Regions from separate parts of the Macaca mulatta genome. Here region 2 is linked to region 1. Evidence: chromatin contacts called from public Hi-C data. All regions are on one chromosome and are shown on one strand. The core of a region is the stretch at or near the end of the contact, and the rest is flanking DNA. Distances in the headings are between cores, read along the strand shown. Region 1 holds the start of RSBN1 (round spermatid basic protein 1). Region 2 holds the start of PHTF1 (putative homeodomain transcription factor 1).

Evidence for each region. Hi-C and Micro-C count contacts between places; a contact is called where the count stands out from the background.
Region 2: a Hi-C map of cortical neurons shows a contact between it and region 1, with 3 times the contacts expected there. The contact joins the promoter of PHTF1 here to the promoter of RSBN1 in region 1. A contact is called at or near these places in 2 of 14 Hi-C or Micro-C datasets (CD4 T cells and cortical neurons).

Annotation. Positions count from the first base shown.
Region 1 is chr1:126,448,108-126,455,092 of T2T-MMU8v2.0, forward strand. RSBN1 (round spermatid basic protein 1) reads left to right here and starts at 3,144. Exons shown (of 7, transcript XM_001110110.4): 1 at 3,144-3,938. The coding sequence starts at 3,236. It overlaps LOC107000335 (a long non-coding RNA gene), which reads right to left and starts at 3,035. Exons shown (of 4, transcript XR_013399597.1): 1 at 2,869-3,035; 2 at 1,157-1,259; 3 at 74-129. It overlaps PTPN22 (protein tyrosine phosphatase non-receptor type 22), which reads left to right. Exons shown (of 21, transcript NM_001261076.1): 21 at 692-1,722. The coding sequence ends at 756.
Region 2 is chr1:126,502,138-126,509,122 of T2T-MMU8v2.0, forward strand. PHTF1 (putative homeodomain transcription factor 1) reads left to right here and starts at 2,690. Exons shown (of 20, transcript XR_013399596.1): 1 at 2,690-3,208; 2 at 3,514-3,588; 3 at 4,555-4,611. RSBN1 (round spermatid basic protein 1) reads left to right here. Exons shown (of 7, transcript XM_001110110.4): 7 at 1-385.

The sequences.
Region 1 (6,985 bases), core at 1,894-4,393:
TTACCATCAAAGAAAAGTCATAAAGTCATATGTTGCTGAAATGATAAAGAACCAACATCATCAACCTGCATACCTTTTGAAAACATCCAGAAATAGCCTTCATTAGTTGTGAAAAATTTTCTCATCCTCCTTTTTTGGGGTAGGGTAGGGGGAAGAAGTTTGAAGAAGAAAGATAAATAATAATGATTACTTACCTACTTCGTTTTTCAGAATTGTTTATTTTTTTCTAAGCTTTTCAAACATAATCTCTTAGTAAATTGAAGGATTTCTGGACTGACATAGAAGTATATCTAGATGTAATGCAATAATATTATAAGTAACGGTGCTATATTTTTTTGAAATTAAAATTTCCCAGCTTCATTTAATGGGAAGGAGTGGATGACAAAAAGTCATAGATAAATGATATTATATACTAAATTATCAAAGGCTATATATAACCAGGGTCCTACATTCTATTATTACCATTATTAAATTTGTAAATGCTCTTCAAATTTAAAGTGTTATTAGTATTCTGTTATCATTTAAACTTTATATTACTATAATCCTTTTATAATCTATTACTAAATTGGTCAAGATGCTGCCTAAACTTAAAAAAAAAGACCATGTATTTGCATATATTATACTCTAAAATCCAAGTATTCATTTCTATACTTAAAACATCTTTTTCATTCAACTTCATTTTTGTTCCCAGGTTTTGCAAACCGTTTTTCAAAACCCAAAGGACCAAGGAATCCACCACCAACTTGGAATATCTAATAAAACTCCAGATTTGTAAGCATATGGGCTGCAAGTACACCTGCAAATAAAACTACTGGAATACTGCTAGCTAAAATAAGTGCTCTATACGCATAATATCAAATATGAAGATATGCTAATGTGTTAATAGCTTTTAAAAGAAAAGCAAAATGTAAGTTTTGCATTTTCATATCATTTACATTGAGTTGAAAACTGCAAATAAAAGTTTGTCACTTGAGCTTATGTAGAGAATGCTATATGAGAAACACTTTTAGAATGGATTTTTCATTTTTGCCAGTTATTTTTTATTTTCTTTTACTTTTTTACATAAACGTAAACTTCAAAAGGTTTGTAAGATTTGGATCTCAACTAATTTCTACATTACCAGAATGTACTATAAAAAGTTAAAAAAGGAACTTACCTTGTGGGTTGCAATACAAATTGCTCTTGACAATGGCTATTCCCTAAGTTATTTTTGCCTAAATGAAGTATACCTTGTAAATCTTCCCAAATATTGTGGAAAACTGGAATATTAAGAAAATGAGAAATTATATTTACAAAAATAAAATGTGCAAATAATGACAATTATTTGAATATAACAACAAAGGAGTTCAACTGCATTACTGATAAGTTTTAATCAAAGTCATTAAATTACCAATTCTAGAAAAGTAATCAATGAAATATAATAGCTATCTTTTGGTAGCAAAAGATACAAATTGTATATGTTTATACAGGATCTTTCAGATCATGTGCAATTTTTATCTGACCATCAGAAATACTAGTTTAAAATGAATTTCTATATGAATATGGATCTGCCATAAGAAAATCTATTTCAACTCTAATTTTATGTAGTGAATAAATTGGTGGGTAATTGTGTTTTACAAAGAATCCACCTGACTTCCCCTAATGCATTAAAAATATTTTTATTTAAATAACTTTATTTATAACTTTTGGAAACACGTAGTATTGTTTAAACATCATTTGTTCTTCAGTATCTTTCATTCAGTAGGGCAAACTGAATGAAATATTATTAGCTGTCTGTTGTAGTACAATGTATCCAATAGATAATCAATAAACTTTGTTGTTTTTAAACTGACTTCATTGCAGTAGTGTTTAGGTAATACTTCTCCAGAAACTAGTGAAATCAAACCACAGTAATTTTATCTGCTGAGTATATATATCATTGTAATCAATTACTTCCAAATGTCTTTAACAAGAAACAAATATATTAAAAGAATCCTAGGTAACTATGAGTCACCCAGGGCGCCATGAGTGCACCTGTAGACCAAGCTACTCAGTCCTTGAGCCCAGGAGTTGGAGGCCAGCTTGGTCAATAGAGCAAGACCTTGTCTCTCTCTCTCTTCTTTTTTTTAAGAGTCAGGGTCTGGATCTGTCACCCAGGCCAGAGTGCAGTGGCGCGACCACTCCTCCCACCTTAGCCTCCCGAGTAGCTGGGACTACAGGCGCGTGCCACAACACCCAGATAATTTAAAAAATATTTTTGTAGGGACAGAGTCTCACTGTTACCCAGGCTGATCTCGAACTCCTGGCCTCACGCGATCCTCCTGCCTCGGCCTAAGCTCTGGGATTGCCGGCCTAAGACACAGAGCCCCGCCCCGCCCGTCTCTAAATAAATACCTAAAAGAACCCCAGGTAAAAGCTAAAGCGAGGATGAAATTCTAAATGAATTTCTGAGCAGCAGCTATCCGTAGTGAACAGTGACGATTTGTGGTGTGTTCTCTGGTAGGCACACTTTTCAAATTTATGCAACCTTATCCTTAAGATTTGGGAAAAAAACTTACAAAAAATCTTAAACATGGTTTTCCATCTACAATTTTTCTTAACTGTAGGGATATATTAAAAATAAATGCTAGACTCTTCCAGGCATTAGCGGGGATGTGGCCCGATGGCAAGGAGGGGCCGCCCCCACCAGGACCCCAAGCAGTTCTCGGACCTGACTTCGTAGGCCTGTAGTTGTAACCATAGCAATGCCCCAGATGCTTGAAAACATTTCTGAATTGCGGCCCTATCATATTTTTACAGCAAAACCACCCTTATTTTACATATTACTAAATCTTCTTTTCACCTTCATTTCATCCCCCGTAAAAGTTTAAAGGATGAAGATTTTTTTACCTGAAAAAGGTTATGAGAGAAATATTAAATTTAAAAGTCACTGTGGAGACCACCTCCTCCGTGTAAACGAGGAAGGGTCATAGGAAGATGCTAATGGGAACGCGCCGCCAGACTCTAAAAGCCATTAACATTGTTTCGGCCGTTAGGGCGGTTGGCGGCAACTCACCGCCCAGCGGCGGTTGCGTCGCAGCCAGAAGCGTGACTCCGCGCACGCTCCCTTTCCGCTCCTCCACTCAGAGCCGGGGACGCGGCGCGGGGCCCGGCGGAACTACAGCTCCCATAATGCTTTGCGCGGCACACGGTGCTTTACAATAGAAGCTCGGTTGGAGAGGCCTGCGGAGAAAAGCTGGGAACGGCCGCTTCCGGCATGTTTATCTCTGGACGAAGAACAGCCGACAAGTGGAGGGCGGAGGAGAGACTCCAATGCCCAGCGGGCAGTGCGCGGGCGGCGCTTGCGCGATGCGCGGACGGGGGGGCGGTCGGGCCATTTAAATGTGTGTTTGTGGGTGAAATGGCTGCGCAGGTCGGAGCGGTGCGCGTAGTACGGGCGGTGGCGGCGCAGGAGGAGCCGGACAAAGAGGGGAAGGAGAAACCTCCTGCTGGGGTCTCCCCGCGGGGAGTGAAACGGCAGCGCCGATCTAGCAGTGGGGGGTCTCAGGAGAAGCGGGGACGGCCGAGCCAGGAGCCCTCTCTCGCTCCCCCTCACCGGCGGCGTCGCAGCCGCCAACATCCTGGGCCGCTGCCGCCAACGAATGCAGCCCCAACTGTCCCAGGCCCTGTTGAGCCTCTTCTCCTGCCGCCTCCGCCGCCACCTTCGCTGGCACCCGCCGGGCCCGCTGTCGCTGCCCCTCTCCCGGCCCCAAGCACCTCGGCCCTCTTCACCTTCTCGCCTCTGACGGTGAGCGCGGCCGGGCCCAAGCATAAGGGCCACAAGGAGCGGCACAAGCACCATCACCACCGCGGCTCCGATGGTGACCCCAGCTCCTGCGGAACGGATCTCAAGCACAAGGACAAGCAGGAAAACGGCGAGAGGACTGGAGGGGTGCCTCTGATCAAAGCCCCCAAGAGAGGTGAGAGCAGGCAAACTGCCCGACTTGGGTTCTAGGTCTCTCTCAGTTCCGATATCCTGCATCTTTAGGACTGAAAGACGCCAAACCCCTGCTTACCATCTGCTGCTCTACTTCCCTAAGCTCACTGGGGTGGACCCTGGATTTCAGATCGTTGACACGGTTTGATCTAACTACTTGAGGCTTCTCGCTCCGAGGCCGAGCTGTCAGTTACTAATCCCTTTGCCAGTCCCCCGGAACCTCAGCATTTGTTTTCAAATTCTGCAGGGTTTCCGCGCCGCGTTAGATTAGTAGGTGGGGTACTAAAAAATGCCTTTCCAAAGAAAAGACATGTTGCTAAAATCCCTTCTCCTTGTTTTGCTTGCTGGAAAGCTTTAGTATCCGCTCTCCCTTGCGCCAGAATAGTCAGGGGTATGGTTCCAGTCTTTCAGAAGGGAATTCATATAAAGGTTACACGACTCACTGGTTGACTTAGCTTCTGGAAGATAAAATATCACACGCAATTAATCTTGGTTCTTTTTAATCTAGAGATAAAAATCATTTTAAAGTTTTCATATTATCCATTTAAATTCTTAGAATAGTCGTGTGGAAGTTTTCTCTACCCTTTGATACTAGGAAATAGGACCAACAGTGCCTCTGAAAAGTGGGAATTTGTGCAGTAGATAGTAGAGGCTGGAATTCCAGTTGCATTTGATTCTGTCTGGCACAATTTGTGAATCTGTTAATTCCAATAGCCCTCAAGAATATTTAACTAGAAAATGTCAGAGTATCCAATTAAATGTGGGTTCTAGAAAAATTAGATTGGCCAAAACTGATGTCTTCCTTTTCCCAAGTACCTGTAGCATTTATTTATATTCTTTGTGGAACAAATATGATGCTTTTGATTATGCCATATGTTTGTACTTTATATATTATTTTATATAATTTGCTAGTTGTTTTTCCTCAGGGAGATTTAAAATACTTCTTTGTTTCTTAGTACTGGGCCAGTTAGGTTATTACGTGTTAATTAACCGATCTTTCAACCTAAAGTTTTGTGAGTCTTGCATTCTTTCCACGTATTGAGTCTTAAGGCTAATCATTTTTTTTGGTGGTGCTATTTCCAAATAGTGTAGTTCATTGCAAATAATTGGTCAATAAGTATTTATTGAATAGCATTAAATTTTTATTCATTTGGTGGCATCCAAATCTTATCCTTGGCAGTAGAACTTGTGGCAAGATGACAGAATTGCCAGTTTTCACCGCCAATATGCAATGATCTTGCTCTCTTTTTATTTTTACCTTTATTCCCTACTTTCTCATTTCGTGTGTGTGTGTGTGTGTGTGTGTTAACTGTACAGAACTAGAGGGAATCAGTGATCCTCTGGCTTAAATTTGTATTGTAGAAAAGGAAACTGAGGCCCAAAGTAGTAAAGAGGCCTGCTTAATCAAATCACAGTTAATTCGCACCAAGTGCAAAAAATTTAAATATTTTTTAAAAAGATGAATTATTGACATAACAGGGAGTAGAAACCAGACTCCTGAATCCTGCTTCGAGCTTCATCTCCAGGCCTCATGATGTTGCTTTCTCTTCCTGCTATTCATTTTTTCCACTCCTTTGTTTACCTTTTCCCTGTGCTTTGACATTACAGTGGCTTTATATCATCAAGGATCCCTGACCTGGCCCTGTTTTATGGGGGATAGTGGCGATAGCATGTGTAATAATTCACAATCTGCTTCTCTGAAGATTACACAGGCCCCACGTTCTTTAAAAAACACGCTTCTGACCCAATGCTGACTGATAGAACTTTCTCAGATGATGGAAATTTTCTGTATTTGTGCTGACCAATATGGTAGCCATATGTGGTTCCTGAACAGACTTGAAATGTGGCATGATTGAGGAACTGAAATTTTGATCTTATTTAATTCTAATTAATTTATAATTAGTCACATATGGCTAGTGGCTACCACATTGGACAACACCACTCTAAATATCTGTAGTTTGCCAATACGTGAAGAAGAGAAGTGGGTTAAGATAAGTCCATTTAAACATTTTAACTTTTGACTGAGAGATTGTTGGATTATATACCCAAACTATATTTTGGGTGAAAAAGAGTTTTTTGGTCAAATACATTTGAGAAAAACTGTATACTGTAGCCTTCTACATATGTAATATGAACTGGCAAACTGGCATTTTAAAAGTTTTGAAAACCCTACAGAAAATAAACTGATTTAACTTTGTTTAATCCAGGGTTTTGCACATAGTTGGACTGATACCTTTCTTGTCCTGTGAACATGTTTGTTGTTACAGTGGTATGCAGGAGGCATGCCTCTGGTATTAATCTGAGTTTAAATCATGACTCTCTTTCTGTGTGAACCTGAACAAATTGCTTTACCCTCTCTCAACCGCACTTTTCCTGTCTGTAAAATGGGATTGTGGTATCATTTATAAGGACCTTGTATGGATTAAATAGGGCATTGTGTCAAAGTACTTACAACAGTGCCTGGCTCATGGTAGGCACTTAGTTAAAACTGGCCTTTATTATTTTATTATGCATGGTCCTTAAAACAACTCTAAGATTAATAAGGAGAGTGGGCAGATTCTTGTTACTTGCAAAGCTATGTCTTTCCTTCGCTTATCCTCAGATTTTTGGAAACTATTTTAACTTTTTTTTTTTGAGATAATTAATGATTGACAGGAAATTGCAAACATACTCGAGTTCTTACCTTTTACCGGTTTCCCTCAGTAGCTACATCTTACGTAACTATTGTATAATGCCAACACCAGGAAATTGACATTGGAACAATGTATATGTAGTTATATGCTATTTTATCATATGTACATTAGTGTAACCACCACTACAATCAAGATACAGAACTATTCCACCACCACAAACCCTTTACAAACTTAGGCACTCCCTCTATCTCTCTATCGTCCCTGTCCCCTGGCAACCACTAACCTGTTTTTCATCTCTGTAATTTTGTCATTTTGAGACTATTATATAAGTTGAATCATACAGTATGTAATCTTTGGAGATTGCCCTTTTTCACTCAGCATGATGTCCCTGAGATCC
Region 2 (6,985 bases), core at 1,440-3,939, 54 kb after region 1:
CACATGTTGTAAATTTTCATGTAATAGTGTTTTCTGTGACTAAACTCCATTTTGATTGGCAGCTAAGACTTTTTTTCCTGTGGCTTTTATTTATCTAAGAGGTCTTTGCATATAGATGAAATGTATATTTGCCTGGCGGACTATTTGCGTTGTGTGGCCTTAGTTTGTTTATTGACATTAACAAGTGTTTTAAAAAGGTTTTTAATGAATAGTCTTAAATCTAAATTTGTGTGAATAATCCTTTTAACACAGTGCTTTTTTGTAGCTGTCTAAGTGTGTTAAATTGTTAAGCTATTTCTTTGTAAAATAGGACAATGGAATGCATAGTTTTTTTTTTTTTCCTGTAAAGTATTTTTTTAATAAACAAAGTCTGATTTGTCCTTTACTGGTGTTTCATCACAAAATGCATAGCATATGCGAGTTCTAAATACCTGGAACCTATTTTTAGAGGACGAATCCTTCACCTACTTTATCCCCTACTACAAAAAATTTTTTTAGAAAATCTTAGGACTTTTCTTTCTAAAGATGTCTGGGGAAAATTCCATCCATATTGAGATGCAATTAGTTTAGGGGAAGAAGAAAAAATCACTTGGCATTTGTTGTAGTTAATGCCTCTTAATTGCTTAAATTAGTGTGTATCTACTTAAAAGGACAGTCTTAAATTTGTATTCTGGTGATGTGGATTTTCTTGAAGTTCATTGAGTATTAATGAAGATGGCGTATAGACTTTTATGTCATTGATGTATTAATGCAACACCACAAAATGGATTTCTTTCCTCATCAGTTTTTGTGTGAACTTACCTTTAATTGAGGTACCTTTCCTAAGCACTGATAGCCTTTGATTCTGATTAGGAAAGGAAAAGAAAGGGACTTCACAGTTTTTGAGTAACTGCCATGGGCCAGGAAGTTTGTATGAGGGTATCTCATTTAATCCTCACATCCTTAAGAAGGCAACTATCTCCAAAATACAGGTGAGAAAACAGGCTTGTTAGTTGAATAAATTGCCTAAGATCACAGATTATTGGTTGGGAGCAAGGATTCATACCTTGTTCTCTGGTAGCCTTAGGAAGCACTGAATAGTTTCCAACAGGGCACCTGAAAAATGGTTTGCTACTTAACCACTATCCTCTAATACTACTTACCTGATTTAGTTCCTCCACACACTGCCCGGAAAATCTTTTGTGTGCCAAACAATGAAGTAAAGTACTTTTGCTATTAATGTAATTGAGGTTAAATATTTACGTGTGCAAAATTCGACGTTTTTCACTTGTCATTTATCTTTCTTTTTTTTCAAGTTGGTCATTTGTCTTGAAGCCCAACAGAATTGTAATGTTTAGCACTAACGAAAGGAAAAGCTGTCAAGGATTAAAAGGAAACCACTGCCAATGTGTGCAATGTAAAAAGGATAAAATAATTTTTACTTTATTTGAGACAGGGTCTCTTGCCTAGGCTGAAGTGCAGTGGCGCAATCATAGCTCACTACAGCCTCGAACTCTTGTGCTCAGACGAATCCTCCCGCCTCAGTCTTCGAAGCAGGTGGGACTACAGGTGCGTGCCACCATCTCCGGCTAATTTTTTTTTTTTTTTTTTTTTTTTTTAGAGATGGGGTCTGGCCATGTTGCTAAGGCTGGTCTCAAATTCCTGAGCTCAAGCGACATTTCCGCTTTGGCCTCCCAAAGCGCCCGGATTGCAGGCGTGAGCCACTGCGCCCAGTCTGGGGGAAATAATTTGTAAAACTTAGTCCTGTGGGAGTTATTTTAGCTTAGTCGATTTCCTCATACGTGAAATGGGATAACTTCCACCTGGTACCCACTCAATAGATGATAAGAAATAATGTCTGTAAAACCGCGCCTTTTAGCCTTTCTTAAGTGGAAGCTATCATCTGTCATTAGCTTTCTCTGACCCAGATGCTACAGGCTGTGGGCCAACAAGAACACAGCTTCAAATAAGGTGGGGAGAATGACTAAGGGGACAGTGTTCCATTAATGGCCAAAAAAAAAAAAAAAAAGGAAAGCAGCTTAAAAATCCTTTTAATGTATCCTTAAATATTCACTTTAGGGTTCAACCTTTCTTTCCTTTCTCCTGACCTCTATCGGCCCTAATTAACGTGTTCCCGCCGCCACCTAACTTTACCCTATTTTGGAAAAAGCTGTGACTGCCCAATACTTGTCCCTCTTTTTCCCCTACCTTTGAGCCCCAGAAAGCTCCAGACCCAGAGCTGCTGAGGGGCGGGAGAGGAAGGGAGTCACTAAGCCGCAGCCTGGCCCTTCCTCCCAGGGCAGCGTAAATTCACATAAACATTCATTCATTCACTCAACAAACATTGGGAACCTAAGTGTCACGTTCGTGCCAGGCCCCAGTCTCTGACCTCATGGAGCCCACAGCCCACTGGGGAACAGAGATTAAGCCATGAAACACGAAGATGAGTGCCACAAAGACATGAGCCGGGAGCTACTAGAGTATCAGGACCGACCTCCTTTAGACCGCTGGATGGGAGAGTCGTTTGTGAGGAAGTGACTTTTAAGCGGAGGGCTGAAGGGTGATCTGAGGGAGCTGCTCTTGGCCACCGATCGCCGCGCGGCTCCCCAGGCCCTTGGACCCGGAGCCTGGACCTAGGCGGGGCGGGAAGGCCCGGGCCAGGGGCGGAGCCACCTCGGCGGCGAAAGCCGGAAAGCGGAAGCCGAAGGCTGCTACCCGGTGGTCGGCTGAGCGGCTCTAGCCCAGCTCTCAGACGGCTGAGTCACTGCCGCCCGGCCCGGCCCGGAAAAGACGAGCGCCGCCGCCGCCGCCGCGGCCGCCTCTCGGGTTCCCGGGCTCTCGGGGTCCCGGGCCTTTGCACCTGTCTTTTCCAGCTGGGCACACCTTTTGCTGTCGCCGTGGCGACTGGCGGCCTAGCGAAGACCTCCTTTACTTTTAATCCCCCTCGTTTTCCAGTCCATTCTCTGCTTATTTTCTGATCAGTCCGTGACCCTCTAGGCGGGCTCGGACCCGCGATCGATTTGCCGCCCTCAGGGCGCTGGGCAGCCCGGCTGCCTCCGGGGCTGGGGCTGCCTCCGCGGTCTCCATGGTAACGGTCTCGCCGGCGTTTCCGCCTAGGTGGGAAGATGCGGCCTGCCCTGCCCGCCGCCTCGCCCCCGGCCTTACGGTGGGACCCCGGGCACTGAGGACGAAGGTCCCGGGCGCCGGCCCGCGGGGCAACGGGCGCTAGGTGAGAGCCGGACGCCGGGGAGCGAAGGAGGCGGGTGCCGGGCGACTCCAGCGGCCGCCCCTGCCCCTCCCCCGCACCCAGGAACACGCTCGCCCGAAATATTGCAGAGGCTTCTCCGGTCGCCGCTGCGCCAGTTTTTGTTTGTTTGTTTGTTTGTTTGTTTGTTTGTTGTGTTTTCCCTGGCAAACAGCTGGAGAAAGAGCAGCTCATGGAGAGGCTGAGAGAAGCGGTTTTTGAGTCCTACCCAAATTGGGAGAGTAACCTTCAGCAGCTGGACTCACCGACTGGTTTTCCTTCATTTTCAGTGAAATCCCATTCTCTGGCTGGAGACACAGATGGCCTCGAATGAGAGAGATGCTATATCGTGGTACCAAAAGAAGGTAATACCAATATATATATATTTTATTTGTAACGCATTCTTCCTGCAAAAAGCTCTCACAAATAGTATATTACTTTCCCCTGAGTTTGGTAGTGCCAGGTGTTCATGTATACTTCAACATAAATGGAAAAAAAAAAAAAGATGTACAAGGTCATTATGTTTTTTAAACCCGGTTCCAGGTCCTGGAATAAGGTTTACAGGCCACCTCCCTTCTCCAGGCTGCGTACACAATGCCACCGCAATGCTTTGAAAGTTTGCTTCTGATCAAACTGCTTAAAAACAAAAAAGACATGAAACCTTAATCTGCACAGCTCAGATTGATACTATTAACAGTCTTATTGAGCTGTTCCTTGTATTTTATTCCTCTCTAGTTTTTCTATTGCTGTTTTCCTTAATAAGTGGATTTGATTTTTTTTTTTTTTTTTTGAGACGGAGTTTCGCTCTCGTTGCCCAGGCTGGAGGGCAATGGCGCAATCTCGGCTCACTGCAACATCCGCCTCCCGGGCTCAAGCTGTTCTCCTGCCTCAGCCTCCGGAGTAGCTGGGATCACAGGCGCCCACCACCACGCCTGGCTAATTTTTTGTATTTTTAGTAGAGACTGGATTTCACCATGTTGTTCAGGCTGGTCTCAAACTGCTGACCTCAGGTGATCCACCCATCTCCACCTCCCAAAGTGCTAGAATTACAGGTGTTAGCCACCATGCCCGCCCAAGAAGTGGAAATATCTTTTAAGGTAATATTTAATTTGAAATGTTTTGGGCATTGCTTTTGAATTTACTTTTAGGTCCAGCTATTTTAGATATTTGAAAGAAACAGTCCTTGGAAGTATTAATTTATTCTAACCCCTGAGTAGCACAAACATTTTCCACATAGCATATTGATACTTAATAGGCTCATGACTTTTGTGAGGCTTGACTTAGGTAAGGATTTCCTTTGCATCGTTTAAATACACTACTCCCTCTTTCAGATTGGAGCCTACGATCAGCAGATATGGGAAAAGTCAATCGAACAGACTCAGATTAAGGTAAATTGGTTTCTTTGATTCTGCCTATGTTTCACTGCATTAATATGAAGAGTGGAATTGTACTTACCTGGTAAACTCTCACTTAACTACCAGTATGGCATTCTTTAATCTTTGAAGGTTATAAGAAAAACAGTGCAAGCATAATGAGAAGTGACACTTGATTTTTGGCCTCACTATCAGGAAAACAGAAAGGGGTGAGTTGGTCTGTGATGAATTAGAGAGCAAATGTCCCATGTAAATAGGGCTGGGTTACTTAGCTCTGGCCAGTTTTTACTACATGGCAGTGCAGGTCCAAATATTGCCAGAGTTTCAGATTTTTCAAGAGAAGCTGGAAATACACATTTTTATATGAAATATATTGTGCATTTTATGTCAGATTTTTAAGAGACTCTTCCTTTTCTTCCTCCTCCTCTGCAAGCCAAATAAAATCCATTTGTGGCCTGAATCCAGCGTATGGTCCCCTATTTTATTCAATCACTAGCTTAGAGTATGGGTTTTTGTTTGTTTGTTTTGTTATGTTTTTGAGACGGAATCTCACTCTGTCGCCCAGGCTGGAGTGCAGTGGCATGATCTTGGCTCACTGCAAGCTCCGCCTCCCGGGTTCATGCCATTCTCCTGCCTCAACCTCCCGAGTCGCTGGGACTACAGGCGCCCACCACCACGCCTGGCTAATTTTTTTTTTTGTATTTTTAGTAGAGATGAGGTTTCACCGTGTTAGCCAAGATGGTCTCGATCTCCTGACCTTGTGATCTGCCCGCCTCCGCCTCGCAAAATGCTGGGATTACAGGCATGAGCCACCACGCCTGGCCTAGACTATGGTTTTAAGTTTTTCAGATTCTTAAACTTTTTTCTACACAGCTCTTAGAACTGAGAGGATTCTTATTTTATACTAACCAAGTGACCAAAAACTGATATGTAATTCAGAATGCCAGTTTATTAACTTATAATAGGGGAGGAGAGGGTTAAATCATCTTCTAATATTCCAAGGTCAGAGTTGTGGGTTAAGCCATTTGGGGATGCTGGTACAAATTCGTCATGGAATGGTTGCTTGGTAACCAAATGTAATTGGATAGTCTTGAGATGTGGAAAAGCCTAAAGAACTATCCTTGGTCCTCAAAAGAATGTAACTGTCTGCAACTTTAATACTTAAATCTTACGGATACAGGGCCTCACTTCCTTGGAAAGTACTGATAAATGCCAGCTGATTCTTGTTTTTGGATTATCTTTTAGAAAGTTTTGCTGCAGACTCTTCATTAATAATTTAAAAAACCTGGGTGAATACAACTTAATATTATCTGTTGTGTTAAATAGACCAATCAAGTAGAAAGCTACTTGAACGACAAGTAGCCGACTAACTTTTCACAATTTGGTATAGTCCTTGATTATTTATATTAATGGGAGATGGGGTTAGGATGAATAAGTCCCGGGATTTTATTTTGTAATTCTCTAAATCCTGTCCCGTTATTTTTTTGTGAGCTGCTAAACATCATTGATAGTAAGTATGGTATAATGGAAACAGCATAGAAGTGGAGTCTGATCTTGTTTTGTGATCTCTAGCCTTGTGATCTAACCTTCTTTTAGCCAATTTAAAGATTTCCTTCACTCTTTTTTTTTTTTTTCTTTTTCTTTTTTGAGACAGAGTCTCGCTCTGTCACCCTGGCTAGAGTGCAGTGGCGTGATCTCGGCTCACTGCCAGCTCCACCTCCCCAGTTCACGCCATACTCCTGTCTTAGCCTCCTGAATAGCTGGGACTACAGGCACCCGCCACCATGCCCGGCTAATTTTTTGTATTTTTTTTTTTTTAGTAGAGATGGGGTTTCACTGTGTAGGCCAGGATAGTCTCCATCTCCTGACCTCGTGATCCACCTGCCTTGGCCTCCCAAAGTACTGGGATTACAGGCGTGAGCCACTGCGCCCGGCCTGATTTCCTTCACTCTTATTTCCATGCTATTTAAAACATACCTTCCTTTTAGTGCACCATATGAAAGTTATTTGTTAACCTGTGTGTGTTCATAGGCCTTAAGGGTAGGAAGTGTGTTTGTTTCCTACTCTGAGAACATCTTGATTCATACTGAGAACTCTGTTGCTATAGTTAATTGAACCCTATCCATCATGCATGTTTTTACTCATTGTTCTCTCATAGGGTAAACTGCCTAATCATGCCTTAATGTGTGCTTCTGAATTTAGCAGCAGTGGAAAGAATGAAATGTAAAATAACTATAAACATTTACTGAGCTTTCAGTGTGATAGTAGAAAGCTGGAAAAAAAATTACTCAACTAATGTGCCACACTTATACTAGGTGCTGAGAATACAGTGAAAAAGATAAATGTGATGCCTTCGTGGGTTTCACTGTCTAACAGTGATGGGAGAAAA